2 separate regions of the Mus musculus genome follow, and region 1 is linked to region 2. The links are chromatin contacts, called in public HiChIP or PLAC-seq maps. All regions are on one chromosome and are shown on one strand. Each heading gives the region's core, a stretch centred on a gene start, on an enhancer-like site or on the middle of the called end of the contact. The rest is flanking DNA. Distances are from core to core; before and after follow the strand shown. Region 1 has its middle 50 kb from the start of Klhl25. Region 2 holds the start of Klhl25 (kelch-like 25).

Evidence for each region. HiChIP or PLAC-seq counts read pairs in DNA pulled down with a chosen protein or histone mark.
Region 1: an H3K4me3 HiChIP or PLAC-seq map of bone marrow-derived macrophages shows a contact between it and region 2, with 2.0 times the contacts expected there. The contact joins the enhancer-like site here to the promoter of Klhl25 in region 2. A contact is called at or near these places in 3 of 39 promoter capture datasets (the C10 cell line, liver and neutrophils), 3 of 15 datasets of contacts at CTCF or cohesin (CD8 T cells, large pre-B cells and pro-B cells), 54 of 484 Hi-C or Micro-C datasets (the 63-12 cell line, the AML12 cell line, B cells and 39 more), 14 of 115 datasets of contacts at active chromatin or transcription factors (the 230-238 cell line, CD8 T cells, the SCID.adh cell line and 10 more) and 1 of 9 other capture datasets (liver).

The regions. Positions count from the first base shown.
Region 1 is chr7:75,896,352-75,900,806 of GRCm38.p6, forward strand. No RefSeq gene overlaps it. Among named protein-coding and RNA genes, the nearest start is that of Klhl25, 50 kb to the left of the region's middle. Within about 2 kb of position 2,845, at least 29 of the 459 cell types and tissues checked have an H3K27ac peak or open chromatin away from gene starts, as enhancers often do. A contact at or near this core is called in the 63-12 cell line, DN2 thymocytes, the G1E-ER4 cell line and 7 more, where this site is marked.
Region 2 is chr7:75,846,443-75,850,666 of GRCm38.p6, forward strand. Klhl25 (kelch-like 25) reads left to right here and starts at 1,896. Exons shown (of 3, transcript NM_001122780.1): 1 at 1,896-2,031. It overlaps Gm51489 (a long non-coding RNA gene), which reads left to right. Exons shown (of 3, transcript XR_003946804.1): 3 at 1,158-1,270.

The sequences.
Region 1 (4,455 bases), core at 1,595-4,094, 51 kb after region 2:
CATGTCCTAGTGCGACTGTGGGTTAGGAGGGCTTGCACTGAAGTTCAAGTGTAGAACATCATGTTTTCGTGAATAGATCTGAGCCAGGGGTCATCTCAGCTGGATTAAGACAAATGAGAATTGGCTACACAGGCAGAGTGTTCAACAGGGACATCAGTGTGGCACAGAGTCACTATGCCAGTGGCCCTGTTGGACTTTCTAGATGCCTTCTTTGTCCTTCCTCTCTGCTTTTCTCATTGCTACGACAAAAATATCTGACAAAAGAAACTTAAGGAAGAAAGATTTTTCAAAAGTTATTTTTGGATCTTTTAAAGTTCAAGAATCATCACGATTTTCATTTTTATTAATATTTGTTAGTTAAAAAATGGGTTTACCACAGCATCTTCCCTTCCCCCTTCTGTTTTTCTTCCTTTCCATTTTACCCATTTCTTACTATCCCTCTCCTCCTCTTGTCTCTTTCCCTCTATCTTCTTTTCTAATGATACAGCTTCCAAATGCAGGAAGTAAACAAAATTAAAGAGAAAGATAGTTAAGCACACACCTAGATTGGAGTATTTTTTTTTCTTTTTACCACCCCATTTTCTTTGTAATTGGTATATCAGCTAGCTGGGAATATCAAGAAGGCTACAGAAATCATGAACACTATCAACTGCCTGTATTTCACAGAAATTTATAGGACATCGAATCCAGACTCGAGTACATATCCTTTTCAAACATACCTGGTGCTTTGCAAGCTGAATGTATGCAAGGTTTCAGTGCAAGCTGAGTGTAGTGGGTTTGAAATAAGTCATTCACGCTGTCCAGCCTGCCTGTCACAGCCCCAGAGAATATTTCTTATAATTTATTTATGTCTGACTTGGGAACAAAGGGTGGCAGGGATAGGGTGGGGGAGGGTAAATTGGTCTGATCCTCTAATTCCCCAGCTCAGACTTTTTCTGGTCCCTCAGCATCTGACAAGACTGTTAACAATTCATAAAGGGATCTATCATGTTGAGACTTAGTATTAGATGTTAGAATTTATGAAAGGAACACGCTGAATTAGCCAATGTCCAGCCGAACTGACGAACTGTAAGTGCAGCTTGGTAAAGCCTATGAAGGTTACAGTTGATGACAAGGTCTATCTCACCTAGAGCTGTGCTTGTCTGCCCCAAGCCCTAGCCACCTTCTTATTTTTCTGTGCTTTAAGAATATTGGTAATTATGTCAGATCTTCATCAGCTGACTGTGAGCAATGCCTTGGCTGTTTTAATAATGAAACTAGTCACCGTGATTGATGTCATGGAAGTGGATCAGTGAATCTACTGCAAATGAGCAGACTAGTTCCTTGCATCTGAACATCACAGTTGGCCTTATTTTTCCTCTAAATTTCTCTTTCTCCAGCTAACCTCCTATCACCCCGAGCAAATGCCGCAGTTACTATGTGAAGGTGTTACCATGGAAGAACATACGTAGAAAGATTATCTCCTGTTCAGTATTCATAGAGTTTAGAATGGTGGGATGCTTGGTAGGGACCACAGGGCGGGTCCTAATTTCCCGAGTAGTTGGCCAACACAAACTAACTCCATGGTTTAAAAGAAGAGAGAAGAAAGCTTGAAGTTAGGTGAGTGGAGAGTGAGGATGGAGAGGGAAGATCTGGGGGTGGTGGAGCAGAGACGGGGGATCTAGGAGGAGCTGAAGGTGGTGGTGGAGATTATGATCGGAATATATAGTATAATATTCTGCTTTCTAGTTCCACCCATTTCCATGGAAATAACATAATTTTATTTTAGTTTTACACCTGAGAAAATTCTGTTGTGTATAAAATTACATGTATGAAACTTTCAAATCATTAATTAAAAGTGGTATTTAAAAATAAAATAAAATGGTGGGAAAAAGAAAAAAGATATTGATGTGTTTATAAAAAGATAAAGAGGCATAAGAATATGTTCTATGGGGGTGCGGTGCGGGGGAAGGAGTGCCTTAGTGGGCCCATGCCGAGGCATCCCTTCCCCCTGAGGGACCAGCCACATGACAGTATAGTATAGAATAGTTTATTCAGGGCATGGGGAGTGGGAGTTAAGAGGGTAGTAGAGGCAGAGAATGGCAGAGAGAGGGAGAGAGTATGGAAGTAGAGGCTGGCCATGACCACATGGAGAGAGGGGAGAAGGGAATGGGGAGAGAGAGGAATCAAGAGAGCAAGAGGCAAGAGAGAGAGGCAAGAGAGAAAGGAGGGGGCAAGCAGCCCATTTTATAGTGGGTCAGACCTACCTGGCTGTTGCCAGGTAACTGTGGGGTGCAGTTTGGACAGAATGCTAACATATATATTTGAGATAGTGAGAGAGATGATTTATTATACATGAGTTACACTATGAGAGAAGACAACTAGTCTGCAATGCTGCAGGTCCAGGGCAGAGGGCCAATGGGGACTGTTTGGATTGTAAGGAAGTCAGACTCTCAGATGGTCTTGGTGAGGAGATGGTGAAGTCCCAGGCCCACTGAGACTTATTACCGACATCAGCATACTGTCCACCAACTTGGACCAGCACCCTGGCCTTCAGCATCCCTTACTGCTGCTCCTTTAGCCTTCTTGAGTATACAAGCTAATTTCCTTGCACTTCTGCCTCATCTTTCTTCTCTTGCCTTTCATTCCCCACTCCACCCTCACGGAGCAGGGGTTTCAGGCCAAGAGCTATATAGATATAGTTTCTTCTGCAGAAAGCTTTGGAGTTTTCCCATGGTGTGTGCAAGGTGATTCCCAAGAGAATGAGCCCAGCTGTTCAGCTCTCAGAATCTTCTGTTACAGATGCATTATCTCCCATTTGCCTTGTAGTTGATTCTTTGTCACTGCAGGGCATTAGTGTCTAAGCAGCACTTGTCTCCCGTGCCCTTTAGAAGCTTGACTTTGAGTCATTTGCAATAGCTGTGACGTATGACCCCCAGGTTCAGGGGATACTTAAACATACGCACACAATTGATATCACAGTGGCCAAAGTCCTGTAAGTGGTGTTTGCACTGCTTTTCCATCCGGACACTTTGGTACTGTACAGGTCCTTGAAGGTCATATCAAAACAAACCTTCAATAAAGCGGCCTTTATAGAGCTCCTTTCTGGAGCTCAGGGCCAAGAGCTTTGTTCAGATTGATAAGGTCGATTCTTCTCCTTTTGTTCAGGAGCAAACAAAGACCCAGTGAATGTCAACGATCATCCAAATGGAAAGTCGTGGAAGAACCTTTTGTACCACATTGCCACACTGTCTCAAGTGATCAAAAAAGGGAGTTTACGGCCTGTGGATTACACACTCAGTTCCTTGACCTTTCATTAGTTATGAGTCGTCAGCTCCCCTCTGGCACCTCTCGCTGGCACAGTGTTCCGAGGTGTGAGATAAGAATGTGAGGTCCCTTCACGCTGCTTGTTCACGGTCAGTGGGAATGTGACCAGTTCCTCTCTTAGGGACACAGGGTGCCTTATTCAGCTCTTGAGCTCATAGTGCTTGGGCAACCACCTTCTTTGTTCTTCTGTTTACTGGTTCCTAAGTGCACAGAGCAAAGGCCCTGAGGTGCAGAGGACCTGACTCAGTGGCTCAACACAAAGGAGGAGGGGAATCAGGTGAAAGTTCAGAGTGGTGCCCTTCCATGACTTCAGCCTTTAATTATTATTATTATTTTTTACTTTATTTTTATTTTATCTTCAATTAAAAAAATGTACCGAGATGACTTTCATTCTTACTGGTGATTTCAAAATGTCACTGTCTATCTTCCACTTTAATCTCTAATTTTATCTTTCTTCCTAAAGAAAACACAAGCCAACAGAAGGAGCACTTCCTCTTTCTTGCCTACTTCATGCTCCCTCAAATGTCACTGTTTCTCCACCCACTCTTGCCCCATCTCTGTAGTCAAAGGGAAAGATGCTCCCATCCATCCCACATGTATTAGGGTCTAGGCAGGAAACCGAGTTCATCTGGGAAATACAAGAATTCATTCAGACGACCTGAAAGATTAAAAAGAAATTTAAAATCGATTTTTTATATAATATGTTCTGATTACAGTGACCCCTCCCTCTTCTTCCAGTCCCTCCTTACCTCCCTCCCCATCCATATCTACCCCCTTTCTGTCTTTCCATAGAAAACAAACAGACATCTAAGGAATAATAAAACAAAGCAGAATACAATAAAATAAATAACAGACCAACAAATTGGAATAACAAGACAACCAAACAAACACAAAAGAAGAAAGCAAAGAAAAAACTTCAGAAATGCCTAGACACAGAAACACACACATTACACTAACAAGAATCCTATAAAAGCTTCAAACCAGAAGTCATAATATATATGCAAAGTACCTGTTAGATGGGGGTGGGGGTGGGGGAAGCCCTGACAACAAGATGAGATAAAGAACCTCCTAAAATGGCACTGAGTTTGTTTTGTGTTGGCCATCTACTGATGGGCATGGGGCCTGCCCTTAAGATTGCTTTCCCTAGGG
Region 2 (4,224 bases), core at 646-3,145:
TCTTAAATATGGGAACCCTTCCATCTTAAATGTCTCCAGATCTAGGCGGTATGGAGACACCCTCTTGAGCATTTACTGGCTCCCAAGCCCTCCATCTTTACAATAATCCTGTAGGAAAGGTTTAATGATACTCCTTCTGCCTGCAAGAACCATCCATCAGAGCATCACATAGTGGGGTGTGGTGCGGTGAGAAGAAAGAAGCCGATGGAACTTCAAGACCAGATTACAAGGTCTCAGAATTATAGCACACAGGCAGGCAGGCAGGCAGGCAGGCAGGCAGGCAGGCAGGCAGGCAGTCTCTCTCTCTCTCTCTCTCTCTCTCTCTGACATAGAAATCTAGAAAATATCCTCCCTCCCTTTTTTTTTTTTTTTTCCTTTAAGACAGGGTTTCTCTGTGTAGCCCTGGCTGTCCTGGAATCAACTTTATAGATCAGCTGGTGTGGAAATCAGATTGGCATTCCTCTGCCTTGTGTGCTGGGGTTAAAGGAGTAAGCCCCCACCGCCCAGGTCTAGTAACTCTTTTAATTAATTAATTAAATGTATGTGAGTACACTGTAGCTGTACAGATGGTTGTGAACCTTCATGTGGTTGTTGGGAATTGAATTTTTAGAGTCTCTGCTCGCTCCGGCCCAAAGATTTATTATTATACATAAGTACACTGTAGCTGACTTCAGACGCACCAGAAGAGGGCGTTCTCATTACAGGTGGTTGTGAGCGCCACTCCCCAGCTCATCTAGTAACTCTTAAATGAACTAATGGATGCGTTGGGCAAGTGTGATGTCTACTCTTGATCCTCAACTTGATTATATCTGGAGTAGCTAAAACCCAAGCAGCTGGGCTCACCTGTGAGGGATTTTTTCCTGGTTGGATCATTTGAGATAGGAAGACCCTTTTTTTTTTTTTTTTGAGCCAATTTCATTCTTTTTTTTTTTTCCATTTTTTATTAGGTATTTAGCTCATTTACATTTCCAATGCTATACCAAAAGTCCCCCATATCCACCCACCCCCGAAGACCCACCCTAAATCTGGGCACCTTCTAGCGGCAGCCTGGAAAAAGGACCTGGAAGAAGCAAGCTTTTGCTCTTTGTCTGCCCTTAAGTTTCACAGGTAGGGTCATTCTTTCATTGTATTATAGCCAACTTCTTCTGAATTCCAAGGTATACTGAAGACCAGCTGAAGCATCCAGCCTCGTGGACTGACAGTTGGACTCTCAGACGTTATATCCGGAGACAGCCATTGTTGGGCTACCCCGGCCACAGCCTGAAAGTTACTCTAATAAATTCCATATGTGTGTTGTATGTATGTATGTATGTATGTATGTATGTATAGATATAGATTTACTCTATCAGTTTTGTACCGCTGAGAGTTCTAATAGTGAAGGATATTTGAAGGGTTAAAAAAAAGTTTAGGAAGAAATTTCCACCGGCTTGACAGAACAGCTGAAGCTTAAAGTCCTCTCCCTTGAAATCTGGGAATTCCCAGTATAGACAGGGATTCGTGTCTGTAGAAATTCCCTCGCATCGAAACTAGCCGGGAGGGAAAAAGGATTTCCTTAACATAGGAGCGATTAGATTGCTGGTCTTTAAAAAGATCAACAACGGCTGTGATTCGGTAACAGAAAGAAGAATGCGTGTGATCGACAAAGACCTTCCTTAAGAGAAGCTCTAGAACAGGTCGTGTTGCTTTCTCCCAACTCTGGCCACCAGAACAGAAAGGCAATGGCCTGTCCCTTTAAGAATCTGGTGGCAGTCGCTTTCCTCTCCCCGCCCCGCCTTCCGCGGCACCGATGGCCTGGACGACCGTCCCTTTCTTCTCACGCGACTGTATTACGGGTCAGTCGACCCATCCGTCACAGAGGCGCGGTTTATGATTGGTTGCTGCGCTTCGGGCCGCGAGGCGGGGCGGGAAGGCCGGAGAAACTAGTTTGTTGGCAGCGCCCGTGCGGTTCGGCTACGGGATCGCGGCCGGGACTGGTGAGCCGGCCGGGGGCGGCGGCAGCGGCGGGGACTGCAGAGCCTGTGGGGCCGCACGGTGAGGATCAGGTCGGAACTTGTCACCGGGACAGCGAGCGATCCTGCTCGAGGATCGCCGGGCAGGGCGTAGGACCGCAGGCCCAGTTCACTGGGTCGGGGAAGTGGGTGCTGACCTGGGAGCGCCCCTCGATCGAGCTTGGGGACCCCGTACTGTTATGTTCAGAGCTCCCGCCAAGGGAATGAATTGTTTTCCAAACGGATGTTACGCGCAGGAGCGGCTACCCTCTCCCGGGAGTGTTTGATTCATTGAGTCCGCTGATTCTCTTTTTTAAAAAAATTACTATTGATCCTAGAAAGAGGAAACTGCTTGTCTTCGAGGATGCGAACCGTGCAGCTTTGTGCACACACCTAGCCAAGGTCCCCGCGACTTGCTTGTACCTAGCCAGGGCCGAGGGGTTAAACCAGGGAAGAGTAGACAGCAGGGCCTGGCCGTGTGGCCCGCAGCATAGGGTCCTTCCTGTCTGGAAAGTTGTCTATCAAGGGAGAGTGGTGACACTCCCGGAGCCATACGCCCCTACCTACCCAGGTGGTGGCCGATCTGGCAGGGCCGTAGCAAGTAGTCCACCCCCCCCTCCCCCCGCCATCCCATTCCCCTCCTCCCATGCGTTGCCCTGGCGCGAGAATTCCGCTGTGGTCTGCAAATCCCCACTGGACTAGTCTCCTTCATAGCTGTATTAGAAGCTTTTTCCTACTCGGGAATTGTGCCTACTGGGGCACCAGACACTTGGGTGCAAGTGCCTCAAGGACCTCAAAGTGGATTCTCACAGTCTTACTTTTTTTTCTTTTTTTCCTCTCCCGGTTTTAGTCTTGTTATAAACGTCAGGCCAGCCTTGAGCATGAAATCTCTGGTCCCAGTCTCCTGAGAGCTGGGTTTATAAGCAAGTGCCACCTTACCAATCTGGGAGACTTTCTAGAGACTCGAGCACAGGAAGTTGGGGGGAGGGGCGGACTCTCGGGGGCTTTGTAGTTCATCTGTACTTTGGGGAGACCAGAGGCCAAGTTGCTTTGGCCAAGGTTCATTGGGCACTAGTTCTCCCTCCATGCTCAGGGCAGGACAAGGTATGCCAGATGTCTGGGCTCTTCACCCCTGGAGTAAGACGGGGAGGGAGGGGCACTTGGCACCTGACCCTCTAGTTTGCTGAGCCTCTTTCATAAGCGGCACAGTTATGCTGGGAGGACTTTTTATGGGTGTTGCTGAAAGCTTGTGTCAGGGGACAGAGGAGGGAGGACCCACGGTGCTCTTATCCTACAGTAGATTTGGTCCCTCTAAGACAGGGTTGTGGAGATCACAGGCTTTGTCTGTGGAGATGGGCAAAGTCACTTTTGTCCCAGCCCTGTAATTATTGATATTTCAGCTGAGTCCTTTATCAGCAAGCCAGTCCAGGGAGATTGTTCAAAAAAATTGTGGAGGATGGACAGACGAAATCTTTTTCATGGGCATCGAACTGCAACTGGGTTCCTTGCGCCATGCAGCGGTGCAGGATCCGTGTGCAAGTTGTGTGTTCCACGGTGGCTCAGTTCCTGTTGATGGCATCTTAAGCCTGTGCCACCAGTGTAGGGAGAGAAAAGTAGGAAGACAAAAAGAAATGCCCCCGTGTGCGCTGTAAAGTAAATGCATCCTTCCTGTCTTAGAGGGAGGAGGGCGGCCTGGAGCAGTGAGCTTGCTATGTATGCAGAGACGGCTTTAGTCAAACTAATCATTTGAGCAGATGATATTGAGACCCTGCTTTCAGAAAGGAGGAGGTGCTGGCTCATGGATGGGGACCTTGATACATCAGTTTGCAGAACCCCAGGGAGCAGGTAACAGGAAGCTGGAGAGAAGGATGAAGGCTTCTTGGAGAGAGAAAAGGAAAGCCAGCATGAGCCTACCAAACCTTCATTCCATGCCCTGGTTGCAGCCATTTTTTCTAGCCATCCATCCACACTCTCCCAGGGCCAGCTCTAGGATGGGCAGCTGTCCAGGTTCATTGGAGGACCTGGCTTCCCAGCAGCTTCTGGGGGCTCCTGCTCACCAGCTCACTGCCTGGGCCCTGAGTTCTTTATTAGCTGGCAGTGTCAGTGTGCCCTGGGCAGGACACACACACACACACACACACACACACACACACACCCCTATAGAGCTGGCACAAGCCAACAGTGGTGGGCCACAAATGAATTGGCCGATTGAAATGCTAATGCAGTAAGTCCTCTA